Regions from separate parts of the Sus scrofa genome. Here regions 2 and 3 are each linked to region 1. Evidence: chromatin contacts called from public HiChIP or PLAC-seq data. All regions are on one chromosome and are shown on one strand. The core of a region is the stretch at or near the end of the contact, and the rest is flanking DNA. Distances in the headings are between cores, read along the strand shown.

Region 1 (4,219 bases), core at 942-3,441:
GAAATTTTCTGAGAACGAATGAGTCTTATCTTCAAAGTATGCTGTGCCTTGAGAGTACAGAATGTGATTAGTAAACAGATACTGAGGAGGGTTTACATCCGGTAACATCAAGCAACACAGAGCCTTGAATCCAAGGCATCTCCTTTCATCCCAAATTATCTCAGGGACTGCAGGGCCCCCCTTGTACTAGTTCCTGGCTGCCCTGGAGAAGTTTCCAGTCATTGATTTCTGCCACAGAGAAGGGTCTTTGTCTGGTGGCTCAGAGGGGGCTGACAGACCTGGTTTTTATTCTGGGTTTGTCACTTTCTCCTCTGACCTGGGGTAAGTTACTTCAATTCTCTGTATATCAGTTTTCTCATCTGTAAAGGGAATGCATGCTTGTAGTTACCACAAGAGCAGTGAAGACAGAAGGCCATCGGGAGAGGAAATGCTTAGAATGCCGGCTGGTACACACAAAGCTCTCGGTGCCAGCCATCGAGCATGCTGATGAAGTCCCAGTGCTGGCAGTCATGTGGTACTGTTCCTGCCCAGGTGAGCTCTTGGCTACATCCTGATTTTTCGTGAGTAGGAGGAAGGACCAAAGGTGAGCACATCACTGATCAGCTGGCTCAAGACCAATGGTTGGAGGCAGTAGGGTCACCCAGCCTTGTGCTGCGTGTGCCTCCTTTCTAGTAAATGGAATGACAGTGGAGGGAAAGAGAAGGGGAGCAAGGCAGGATTGGCCTGGTGGTGGTGCTTCCTTCTGCCAGCCTGCCTCAGTGCCGACCTTGTGTGATGGTTTCTCAGAGACCCTTTATCTGAATATCTTTGGCACAGAGGTCTCCCTGACATAGCCTCCTGTGCTTTCCTCCTAGCTCCCATCACAAAATAACCCACCATTTATTTGTGTAGTTAATCGTTAACCATGTCTCCCCCACTAGACTATGAGTTCTACGAAACCAGAGACTACTTCCGTCTCCTCCACCACTGAGCAGTCACTACGCCAGTTTCTCCATGTAGTATACTCTCAATAAATATTTGCAGAGTAAATGAAAACATGAATCTGTCACAAACTTTCTGGTTCTCTTTGTATCTGGGAACATGAAGCAGGATTCAGTTTGTGACAAACTGCCCCCACCGAGTTAGGTGGTCCTGGCTGGAACCTTCATTTCTCCTCCAGAAGAAATTCCTACATGAGGCAGAGGCTGCACACACAATGACACTTATCATTGGGAGTAATGCTGCCTTGCTCCATCTGGGTTAACCATGACACCAGCCTTTGGCCCCATCAACCCAATCAGGCAAGGATTCATTCAACTTGGCCAGGCTTTGGGAACGCAGTGAGAAGTTAGACAAGGTGCTGATCCTCAGAGAATTCATTCACCTTCTAATGGAGGAGTGCTAACATGAAAAAGTATAAAATATAATACCGGGGAGTGATGGGAACCAAGTGGAAAATAAAAGACGGCGAGGTGATACGTGTGCTCGTGGCTGAGGGGTGGAAGGGGTCACACAGAACTGGGTGCTCAGGGGAGGTCTGGAGGATGAACTGAGACCCCAGTGACAACAGGAACCAATCCTGTGAGGATCTGAGTGGAGAGCATTCCAGGAAGAGGAGGAGGGAAAGGCTTGAAGGGATGAGCTTCATATGTTTGAGGAATGGAGACAGTAACACAGGAGCATATGGAGTGTCCATGGGATAGAAGGACATCAGTCAGACAGGTGGGGCGGCCCTGGATCCTGTAGGATAAGGCATCCATACCTCATCATGAGTGTGATGGGAAGACTGTGGAGGGTTTAGCAGGGGGGAATTTAGCAGGGGCGCCAGCAGCAGGGTGGGTTGCTGAGAATGGGCAGCAAAAGCAAGCATGTTTTGGTGGTGCAGGGGAGAAATGGAGAAGGTGTGGACTAGAAAAGCAGCTGTGGTCAGGGGAAGATGGAGGTCCCTGCTGGTGAAACAGACAGGGAAAAAGTGGAATCAATGCTGATTCCTAAGGGTGGTTTGGGCAACTGGGTGAATGATGGTGCCATTTACTCATTTGGGGGAAACTTCCACAAAGTTTTGCTTTGTTCCAGTCTCAGGCACTCATATGCTGGTCATTTGGAGATGTTGGCTACGCAAGATTGGAGCTCGGTGGAGAGGTCTAGCGCTAGGGGAGCTGTGGTCATCAGCATGTGATGGTACTTCAATCTGCAGTTCTGAATGAGATCATTGATGGGAAGCACTGAAATTATGAATCACAGAAGGGAAGGAGGTCAACACCATGAATATTTCAGCCCATAATTTATGCTGATTTGTTTAGTCCAAGGTCTGAATCAGCTGGATTGCCTTCTCCGTTTGTCACTGGACTTGGCTTCTGTACCCCTGAAGAGTCACATGTTTTTATTAGTTAGGTATTTGGTATAGAAATTGTTACTGTAAGCTATCCGTAATCACATTCTAGAAATCAGTTGGCGGGTAACAGATGCACATATGACCAAAGGAAATGCCAAAAACCCACTTCCCATGGTTGTTCCCCTGCGTGTACACATCTATTTTTAACACTCCTGATTGCAAGGCAAAGCCCCAGGCACTTGAGGGAACTGTCTTTCCCAACAGGGACCCACGGCAACCGGACACAGAGAGTGGTGTGCCCTTGTGCGCCAACATTTTCTGCTGTTGATTTGGCAATGGAACTCAAACCGCAAGGAAATTTAAGAATGACCTTTGGTAGCTTTTGTGTGTGTGTGTGTGTGTGTGTGTATGTGTGTGTGTGTGCAGGGAGACAGTGAGGCTGCAGAAAACCAGTTTGATAATTCTAAGAGTTTCCTAACATGTCAAAATTTCTCAGAAAGCTTTGCTAATTTAGGACTTTTTGACTAATTATCAGAAGTATTTAGTCATCTCTTTCCTAAGAGCTCATGCTCAATAAACTCTCTGCTAAGTGGATTTCAATCTTTTCTAACATGTGGTAGGTTTTGACCCAATAACCTGAGAGGGAAACCTTGAGATTCAAATCCTAAAAGGTCCCTGCTGAATCCCTGGAGCTGTGTTTCCATGGCTCCCAAATGCCTAATTGAAAAGCTAATTATCCTTTAACAAATGCCTTGAACTAGCTACAAACAAACGGTTTGTTTAGGGGGTCAAAAGCAGCTATTTCAGTTAAGTGGTGCAGCTTAAATGTAGCCTGTTTTGTCATCAGAAGCCCTTGGGTTGAATTCAGACTCTAAAACTGACTGGTTCTATTATTGAGGGAAAGTCACCAAATATTTTTGGTCTTTTGTTTCATTGTCTGTAAAATGCGTATTACAGTCATAGCTACTCCAGAGTCCTATAAAGACTAAAATGTGCTTTATAAACCACTGAGCGCCATATAAATCTTGAGATAGCGGAGAATGCTGTCATTCCTCTCTTGTTCAGCACTATTGGAAATAGGTAGTGGCTTAGAGGGGGAGTTCTCTTCTCCAAGGATCTGCTGAGTTCGTGTTTCTCAACCACGACAATCTGGGCTTTAGGTGTCACATCTCAATCCATCAGGCGGGATACGGGTGAATCTGAATCTGTATCATGGCAACTCAGTATGGTCCATTAAGAACTCAGTGACCTTGGTTATGGCAGGTGAGGAGGAATCGAGCATCTTTTGGCCTCTGTCACACAAAACCATGCTCCCTTTCACACTTCAGTGTTAGGTGCTTCGTCTGACTCACTAGTCCACACCTTTTCTGGCCCTGCTTACGGGACTCATGAAAGTCCTTTCTTCAAAGACTCATGAAAGGCGAGCCAACTAAGTAATATTTATTGACCCATAAAATGCCTAAATCATAGGCCCTGGCAATTATAATTTAAGGATTTATACTGCAAAGAGACTCACACAAGTACTCAAAGATACACGGGGAAGACATTGCTGCATTGATTGTAATTCTAGAGAACTAAAAACAACCTAAATCCTAGGGGATTTGTTTAATGCATTACAGAATTTCCGTACAATGAGATATCATGTAGCCCTTATAAATAATATCTATATTTTTGGATTTTGGAATATCTCCTAGGTGTTATTCCTCTAAAAAAAACAAGCTTCAGGACATTTATAAAATGATTCCATTTATGGAAAGCAGATATAAATAAATCTGCCTGTATATTTATCAACAATTTCTTAGGAGACAGATAAAATACTTATTAATCGTACTTTTTTAGGGACTGAGGATAGATGGGAGGTTTTTACTCTTCACTTCATATGCCTAAGCCATGATCATGATAAAT
Region 2 (4,219 bases), core at 919-3,418, 650 kb before region 1:
GCTTCTTTTTGATGCACTGAATCAATACAGTCTCTCGAGGGGTAGTATTGATACTTGGGGGAGGGCAGCAGTTAGAAGGCTTCGTATTTTCCATGACAGGCTGACCCCCATGGACGCCCATACGTGGGAAGACGTTCTGTGGAGTCTTGAGGGACCCATTGTCGCCCTTGGTCCTCTCCAGAGTGGGGGGCAAAGGACAACTCAGGAGAGATGACAACGGTGTAACGGGGACCAAGATGAGCCTTGTCCTTGCCTTCATGGATCTTGCCGTTGATGGTAGCATGGGCCCACATGCCCACACATCCGTGCGCCAGAAGGTGTTGATACTCGGATGTTGAGCGTAACAGCCGACTTGGAGGACCTGGGTGCTGCGGGGAAGATGTGACCGACAGAGGGGCCGCAGCCTCCGCTCTAACAGAGATGGGTGGCGTGACGGCAATGCGTGCATTTTCATCCCTCTCGCCTCCCCTCCCTTCCTCCGTTATTAACCGTAGCCACCTGCTCTGGGCTTTACTGACACAGAAGACACAAGTGTAGTGAAGCGCAGCGAATCTCGTAGCCTTTCCTTCTCCAAAGTCATCCTCTGCTTTTTCCTGCAAACCGTATCCAGAGTCCTCCTTTTGCAAGCTTTCCGTGAATAGGTAGAGACAGCTTTCCTCCAGACCAGTCCCAGCCTGGCATGTCGCACCCTCTGTCAGTTCTGTCCTTGTCGTCTTCCCACCATGTGCTGTGTGTTTGCGCAGGGTATGAGCTTTTCTTCGTGATGGTTGGCTGGTTGTTTAATTAGGTATGTTTTATATGAGTCTGTTCAATTCTGAATATCTGTCTTAGGTAATTTGCTCCCAGAGGGAGAAAAATATCATTTTATACAGCTTTTACTACAGTGCTGTGTGCATGTGGTTGTTCAATTTTGTTTGTTTATGGTAATGCAATTTTTGAGTTAGATTATTTTGCTCTTTCCCTTGGGACTTGGGTGAATTACTCTGTGAGAGACTACAGGAGCTTAATCGTGTTAGTTGTTATTTAAACTAAAACATCGGCAGGTACACACACAGTCTGCATTTGTGTATGGGTAGGACAAAAAAAAAAAAACCTCTAGGAAAATGGGAAGCTGGGTAAGGTAAGAATATTGGAGGCTGGAAAGATTGATGGAAGAGCTGAAAAACCCACCGCAACCCTCTAAGGCGTCACCACCCTTATTTTGAGTATGTTTTATGAAAGGCTGCAGGATGCAGGTGACAGATGGAAGCAGCTTAAGTTTGCACTTGGACTCTGCCTATTGCTGGCTGTGTGCGTCTGGGCAGGCAGTTTAACCACATCTATAAGGTGGGGCTAGTCATGCCTACCTTGCAGGACTCTTTTGAAGATGGAATATGCTATCATATTCCTCCCTGATGGCGTTCTCTGTCGGAAGAGATTGTCCTTTGAAGTTGTCCTCTCTGCCTTAAAACCTGAGACTTCACTGTTCTCACGGTGGACCTCAGCTTTGGAGGGTATTTCCTGGAGGCCCTTTGTTGCATTTTGATGGCATACCTCTCTCCTAGAGTGTCCTGATTTTCTGAGTCGTCCCTAAGCTGAGAGCGAGCGCAGGTGCTTAAATGTCTGTGTGCAAAGGGGCTGCTAGGGGAAGAACCCATTTTCACACCGCGTATCCCCTAACGTGTTATTTATCTGTATTTCCTGTATGCGATAAAAGGTTTAAGCCCCTCCTTCCAATTTATGTCTCTTCATACGAGTGTGAAGTTAAAATAACACTCTTCCAGTTTAACATGTGGGGCGTGTGCTCCCTTGTCTGTGTGTCTGTGAGATGGTGTGAGCGTAAGTCGGCGTGTGTTTTCCAAAAACGCTCCTCTTACGTAACAGACTTTGGTTCAGGGCTCAACCTCTAGATGGCAGTTGTGTATGTGTGTTCGTAACTGTTAGGCGGTCCAGTTGAAAAGCAGCTGTCTTTGTACATTGTCAGTGCGTGTGTGTAATGCGTGTGTGTGTGTGTTGAAGAAATCAGGCGGCTATTGCTCCTTAAAGGAAAGGTATCCTAAATGACTCATTCTTTCTCTCTAAATTCCTTCCTCCCACCCTCGTAGAACGGATCATTTCATACCCACTTTCCTGCAGAGGCAGGCGTGCTCAGTCCTTCTGGCCTGTGTTTAAGCAGCGCGTTTCCCCGTGCTCTCGGCACTCAAGTGTCAGGCCCTGTGCTGCAGGGACAGCTTATTTAAGGGTGGTGACGAGGACAGGCGAGTGAGTGGGGCTGAGAACCAGGCCATCCTGCTTTTCCCTCGGGGTGCCGTCTGCCTTTATCTTTTGCAGCAGATGAATCCATTTTTCCTGGTTTCAAGCTTCCCCTCCCCTCCCCTTCTCACCCCTGGTCTGAAATAATATTTGATGTTGCCTTCCTGCTGGTTGGTTGGAGTTGCCGGTCTCAGAGCCATTGACATTTCGGAGAGGAAATGGCTCTTTCCTTCCTCGGAGGGTGTTTTCCTGCTCTCATTTTGTGGCTGCGGTGGGGGTGGGGGGTACCCGACGTTCTGAACTGCTTCTTGGCTGTTCTGTCAAATCAGCGAGTTAAGAAGTTCTTAGAATCTTTAGAGTTGGTGCAATTTTTAAATGACCGAGTTTCTTTTTTTTTTTTTTTTTTCCTTTTTAAAAAAGTTAAATGAGAGTATTTGCTGTTGGAATCTGGTCTGAGTCAGCGTGGGATGTGTGGGTTAATGGATTGTGGTGTAAAATAAGACAATCCTATTTGTGTTAGTTCTATTAGTTCTTCCTCTGTCTTATGCCTGTTTCCAGTCTTTAGTCTGCACAGTTAAAGTTGGAGTTTTATTGATTACATATACCAGTTTATTTGGCAGCGTCTAAATATAAAATGTTTTTTTTTTTAAATCTAAACCACAATGTGGCTATTACATAAGTCTGAAGAAAGGAGACAGTTCAGCCCGTAAATGCCACTTATTGTGCATGTCTGTTCATCATGAGATGCAAGAGTAACAAAAAAATTGAGAAACGACCTAGAAGATTTCTTGAATTGGAATCTTTTCTCGTAGTTTGTTCTCAGCGATAACAAGTGTTTGCATTCCCTCTGAGTGGGTCTCATCTCAGCAATGAAGAATGCTTTCTTCTGGTGCAGTGTTGAAACCTGCTACGCCTGTGTCCCCGCTGCCTGTGGCCCAGAACAGGCTCTCCGTCAGCGTGTCTCATGCAAGACCATCTCAATGTGCCAAAAATGTGCTTGTCTGGCTTCCAATCTTTCATAACTTCATTCTCCTTTAAAAATGGAGGAAATTATCTGATGCGATTGGCATTATTACTCTCCAGACTCTTATCATTGCTCTGGTCCTAACTATTTGGCGTGCTTTCCTCCCAGATCAGTGGCTATAGTTATAATACGTTATCATTCATTCATTCATTAGGATTGATCCTTTCTAGATAATTAGAAGCCCGATTCTGGAAAATTCTTTCTTTTTTCTTTCTTTCTTTTTTTTTTTTTTTTTTTTTTTTGCTTTTTAGGGTCGTACCTGCAGCAAATGGAAGCTCCCAGGCTAGGGGTCAAATCAGAGCTGCTGCCGCCGGCCTGCACCACAGCCATTGCAAGGTGGGATCCAAGTCACACCTGCGACCCACACCACCGCTCACGGCAACGCTGTGTTGCCAACCTACTGAGCGAGGCCAGGGATCAGACCCGCATCTCATGGATGCTGTTGGATTCGTTTCCACTGCCCCACAACGGGAACGCCCTGGAAAATTCTTCAGGGGGGTGTGTGTTTGTGTGCTGGGGGCGGGGCTGGAGAGAGCGAGCTTTCTTCCTCTCCCTCCTTTCCTCTGTCCCTCCGCTAAGGCCCTGGTCACCCTGGACCCCAGGGCACAGACACTGCCTGTGCGAGGGGCGGTCCAGGGTGGTGTGAAGGTATGGGCTTTGCTTTAGAGTCCGGCGGACTGGGTTGCAATTGAGGCTCTGCCGCTCCCTGGCAGCGCAGGGCAGGCAAGTCATTTCTGAGGCTCAGGTTTTAAAGACATGGAATGCGAGCCCCTCCTCGTGAGCAGCAAATGCTCGTGCACGCACCGTCCTGAGCTCTGCGCTTGGCCCGTAGGAAACCCTTGGGACGTCTTCCACGTGTCTGGGGGGCCACCTTTGCAACGTCTGGTTTCGCTCTCGTGGCTAGTCTCTCACCCGTATCGCACCCAGGTCGCCATGGCATGTGTTTGCTTCTCACGCACAAGG
Region 3 (4,219 bases), core at 835-3,334, 590 kb before region 1:
TCTGATTTGATCTCTGGCCTGGGAACTTCCATATGCTGCGAGTGCGGCCCTAAACCCCCCCACCCCCAAAAAAAGAGGACTGAAAGGATTCAGGCTGTAACCTGATGACTCTTGAAAATTTTATGCTGAGTGAGACAGGGCAGCCATGGGGAGTGTGCTCAGAACGAAGCCATTTGTAGGATATTCTAGAACAGGCGAGACCAATGGGAACAAACCAGGATGCAGCAGTGTGTATGCAGTGGAGGGTGCGTGTGTGCGTTTGGGGGTGAGATGCAAAGAGGCTGGGAGAGAACTGTCCAAAGTGACGGAAAAGTCTCTGCCTCGATGGGGGTTCAGGGCACATGCTTGTGTGGACCTGTCACCCCTCACGTAAGAATTGTGCTTTCTTGTAGGTAATCTCACCTTGAAAAGACTGATCAAGAAATACTGAACCATAGCAAATGATACACATACTGAAATCTCTAGATGAGAGGTCCTGACGTCACTGTGCGTCTCACTTGAGAATTTATCACAAACTGAGATGCACTGGCGGGTGATAGGCAGATGCCTAGAGATGTGAGCTATAAGGCAAACGGAACAGTCTGTTCACACCTGCAGCATGGAGGTGATGGATTTAAGGGCGCTCCCTGTCAGTTCTTTCTCTTCTCCTGTATGTTGGAATATTTTTCAGGAGTTCCCAGTGTGGCTCGGCAGGTTAAGAACCTGACAGAGTGTCCATGAGGATGTGCCTTTGATTCCTGACCTCGCTCCGTGGGTTAAGGATCTGGCGTTGCCACAGCTGTGGCATAGGTCGCAGAGGCGACTCAGATCTGGTGCAGATGTGACTGTGGGGTAGGCCTGCGGCTGCACCTCGACCCCTGGTGCTGGGACTTGCCTATGCTACAGGTGTGGCCTTAAGAAGAAAAAAGGAAGGAGGGAAGGAGGGAAAAAAGGAAAGAGGCAGTTTTTTCAACGTGAATGCTGGGTGGAGAGGGTGTCACTGTCGTTGTGGCTGGCCTGATCCCAGTCCCCAGTCGGTCTGCCCGTCTCCCCAGGAGTTGGAAGTGGACCACGCACTGCCTGTGATGGAGCGGTGAGGACCCTGAGAGGGAGGCGGGGTATAGCTTCCTGAAGACGAATGCATGATCCCCGGGGAGCCAAAGACCAAATGTTCCTTTTCCAAGGCCCCAGGCTTACCCTCGACCCCCATCACTGTGCAGGAAATCCTGTGGGGCCTTGATAAACCTCCTGGCTTTCACGCTGCGTGGAGACGAGGAGGGGCTCCACCTGAGAACTTCGAAGCTCTGTCGAACGAAAGAGTGCTGGCATCTGCCCTCCTGCTTGGCAGACCCCCTTCTGTTCCTTGGAGACTGTCGGGAAATACAGAGTTCCCTTGTGTCAGAGAGCAGGGGATCCCGTTGCAACAGCTTGGGGTGAGGACATCCAAGAGTGAATATTTCCCTGGCCCCTTGCTGCCTGTGCATGGGTCGGCATCAGGCTCATTCCTAGATTTAGGATAGAGCGAGCATTCCAGGGAGTCCCGCTTTGAGACGTCCATCTAGAAATGCATACTCTGACCTCGTCGTCGTGTGAGACAGGAAAAAGTCACCTGTGCCTGTGTCGGATAAACTTGCCTCTTGCCTCCCAAAGGGGCATTGTGGGCCTTGATGAGAGCAGCGTAAATGCCACTGAAGTCTTCCGGAGGATGGGACGGAGGCGCTGGACGTTGAGGGGGTGGTTTTTGTGCAGTGACTCACTCTCTGGCTGCCCTTCCCCTCGGGCAGGGCCCTGCTCTGGCAGCAGGACCTCACGTGCTTCTACCTCAGCATCACGTACAGTGGACCCAAGAATTGCTCATTTGCAGTTTTCCAAAGCACAGAAGAACAAGGCTCCTTCTTCTGCTGATGGAGCTGTGTCACTTTTTCCAAAGACATGGAGGTGGGGGGGGCGGGGGGAAGAGGGTGGAGGGGGCAGGGGTGGGAGCCCAGAAAGACCTCCTCTGTTGAAGATGGCCGTTTTTCTGTCTGAGCGCTGGGGAGGGAGTCTCTCCGCTCCCCCAAGGAAACCCTGCGCGGATGGGCTAGTGGGTTCACACCCTTTTGAACGTTACATCAGCTTGAAGCCGGGAAGTGTTACAGCCAGGAGAGTCCTCGCATTATGAGCTGGCACATCTTACAGGCACGTCGGCGCACACGCCCTCTGTGTCACTGCTGTGCGTGTGACATCGGGAGAGCTTGTGGTCCTTTCCATTGCCTTTAAATTTTCCTGAAACACTTGATGGACTTGAACATTACTTAGATTTTTTTTTTTTTAATTCCCCTCTTTGGCGTCCCGTTTCTGTTGACCTTGGCTGTGACTCTGATCTCGGGTTGAAAGCTAGGGAAGTTGCTTCTAGGGGTTTTCAGAATTTCTGAATATGAAATGCAAGGAAGTTGCATAATGTGGCAGAGTTTCCTCTTCTTGTTGCTTGCATGTTACCCAAAATACAGTAGTTCCTTCTAGAAGCTTAAAGGAATTTGGCAGGTCTCACCCTCGGATGGTCTATTGTGGCCTTGAGAGTCAGTGTTACCCTGATTTGAGGTCAACTTTTTTTTTCTTGAAGTCAAACAACAAAGCTTCCTGAATTATAACTATGGCAACAGTGTTTAGGTAACAGGCAAATCAAAGTCCTGTGGGGGCAGGGAGTAGCCACAACAGAGAGTGGTTTTAACTGTGCCATCGCCGTGCTTGGGCTTAATTCACCAGGCCTGGGGACACGTTCAAGTAATCAGCCTACCTGCTTGCTGGGTGTCTGGGGAACCGACCCTGTCCACGCTCCAGGAGGAGCTGTTTCACCTTTTCCCGAATATTCTTTCCGCTTCATTCGAGATGGCTCACGGCAGGGCAGTGAGTGCCAGCAACACTCCAAGTGGGAAGTGTCGCTGTAAGAATGAGCTGCTCGTCGGGGTCATTATGACCCGATTCTGACCCACGGAGGAACGCTCGGACAGAAGCAGGGCATCCTGGGTCTGAAGCCCCCTGTCCCTCAGTCAGGAGCGCCTCCTCAGACTGAGTGTGTACCCAGCAGGTGTAAGAGGCCGGTGGAGCCCCGCGGAAGCGAGACGCGGAACCGGCCGTCGGGGATTGACGTGGAAATTAGAGATCATGGAGAATGAAAAGCTCTATCCTGAAGTATTAAATTCTATAAAGTAGGCTGCAGAGCAGAGAGGGGGTCTGAGGGAGGTTGCAGCCATTAAGTAAGGTGGGAACTCGGGGACGGGGGGGTAAGGAGAGGAAATGACATCTTGGAGAGCTTTCAGACATGCTGAAGCGCTTTTGAAACCTCCTGGGACTCCCACCAAGTACTATCCCTGAGCACTGCTCTCCCCTAAGCAAACAGGAATGTGCCGGAACCTACTGAAGGCGCCCAGTGGCAAAGGCCATACCCCAGGCGCCCAGGGCCCGCAGCACCCTCCGTCTGGCACCCTTGCCTCAGCCAAGCCCCTTTCCCTTTGTTTGGAATCTGTCCAGCTCTGGTACAGGTGAGAGGACAGGCTCCCAACAATGAAGCCTCAAATGAAGCTGAATGTGTCACCCCCGGATGCCCTGGGCCCTTTTCTGGACGAAACAGGACTTTGTTCTGTGTGCGGGAAGGACAGTCTCTGCCTTAGCGGCCTCTGGGGAGCTCTTAGCTGGCGGTTCTTTTTATCCAGCTCAACTCTGCCTTCCTGGGACTCCACCCTGGCTTTGATCTCCTGCAGACTAGCAGGTCTCCCCCTTCGTCCACGTCCACGTGGCAGCCCTTTGAGTCTTTGAAGACCGACATTGCGGTGTCCTGAAGGCTTCTCTTCTCCAGCCGGAGCTGGGGTTTGGGGACACATGCATCGGGCAGGAGCAAAATGTCTGATGGGTGAGAGCAGAGACAGGATCCAGCAAGAGCGGGGAGAAGGCCAGTGTCAAGGTCAAATGAGAGGGCAGACCCTGACCTTGGGCAGTAGGAAGGGACATGGGTGAGAGGGGCAGGTTCCAGATCCACGGCAGTGCTAGAGCAGGTGGATCTTGGCCCCGGGTGGGTATGTGGGGTAGAAGGAAGGGCACACTCAGGGGTGACGTGAATGCGCTTTCTTCCAGCCTCTGCTTTGCCGCTTCTTTTTCTTTGTTCTTCGCTCTAGAGGGCCCTATGAAGCTTAACTAGGCTTTTCTCTCATGAACTTTTTTTTTTTTTTGTATTTGCCACAACTCTTGGCTGCAAGCAATAGGA

The links. HiChIP or PLAC-seq counts read pairs in DNA pulled down with a chosen protein or histone mark.
Region 2: an H3K27ac HiChIP or PLAC-seq map of alveolar macrophages shows a contact between it and region 1. The contact joins two enhancer-like sites. A contact is called at or near these places in 1 of 47 Hi-C or Micro-C datasets (embryonic fibroblasts) and 1 of 2 datasets of contacts at active chromatin or transcription factors (alveolar macrophages).
Region 3: a contact with region 1 is called in an H3K27ac HiChIP or PLAC-seq map of alveolar macrophages. The contact joins two enhancer-like sites. A contact is called at or near these places in 1 of 47 Hi-C or Micro-C datasets (epiblast stem cells) and 1 of 2 datasets of contacts at active chromatin or transcription factors (alveolar macrophages).

What each region holds. Positions count from the first base shown.
Region 1 is chr2:145,142,625-145,146,843 of Sscrofa11.1, forward strand. No RefSeq gene overlaps it. Among named protein-coding and RNA genes, the nearest start is that of NR3C1, 220 kb to the left of the region's middle. Within about 2 kb of position 2,192, at least 13 of the 83 cell types and tissues checked have an H3K27ac peak or open chromatin away from gene starts, as enhancers often do. A contact at or near this core is called in alveolar macrophages, where this site is marked.
Region 2 is chr2:144,494,218-144,498,436 of Sscrofa11.1, forward strand. The region is part of intron 10 of ARHGAP26 (rho GTPase-activating protein 26); the gene reads left to right. Among named protein-coding and RNA genes, the nearest start is that of ARHGAP26, 200 kb to the left of the region's middle. Within about 2 kb of position 2,169, at least 33 of the 83 cell types and tissues checked have an H3K27ac peak or open chromatin away from gene starts, as enhancers often do. A contact at or near this core is called in alveolar macrophages, where this site is marked.
Region 3 is chr2:144,554,422-144,558,640 of Sscrofa11.1, forward strand. The region is part of intron 11 of ARHGAP26 (rho GTPase-activating protein 26); the gene reads left to right. Among named protein-coding and RNA genes, the nearest start is that of ARHGAP26, 260 kb to the left of the region's middle. Within about 2 kb of position 2,085, at least 28 of the 83 cell types and tissues checked have an H3K27ac peak or open chromatin away from gene starts, as enhancers often do. A contact at or near this core is called in alveolar macrophages, where this site is marked.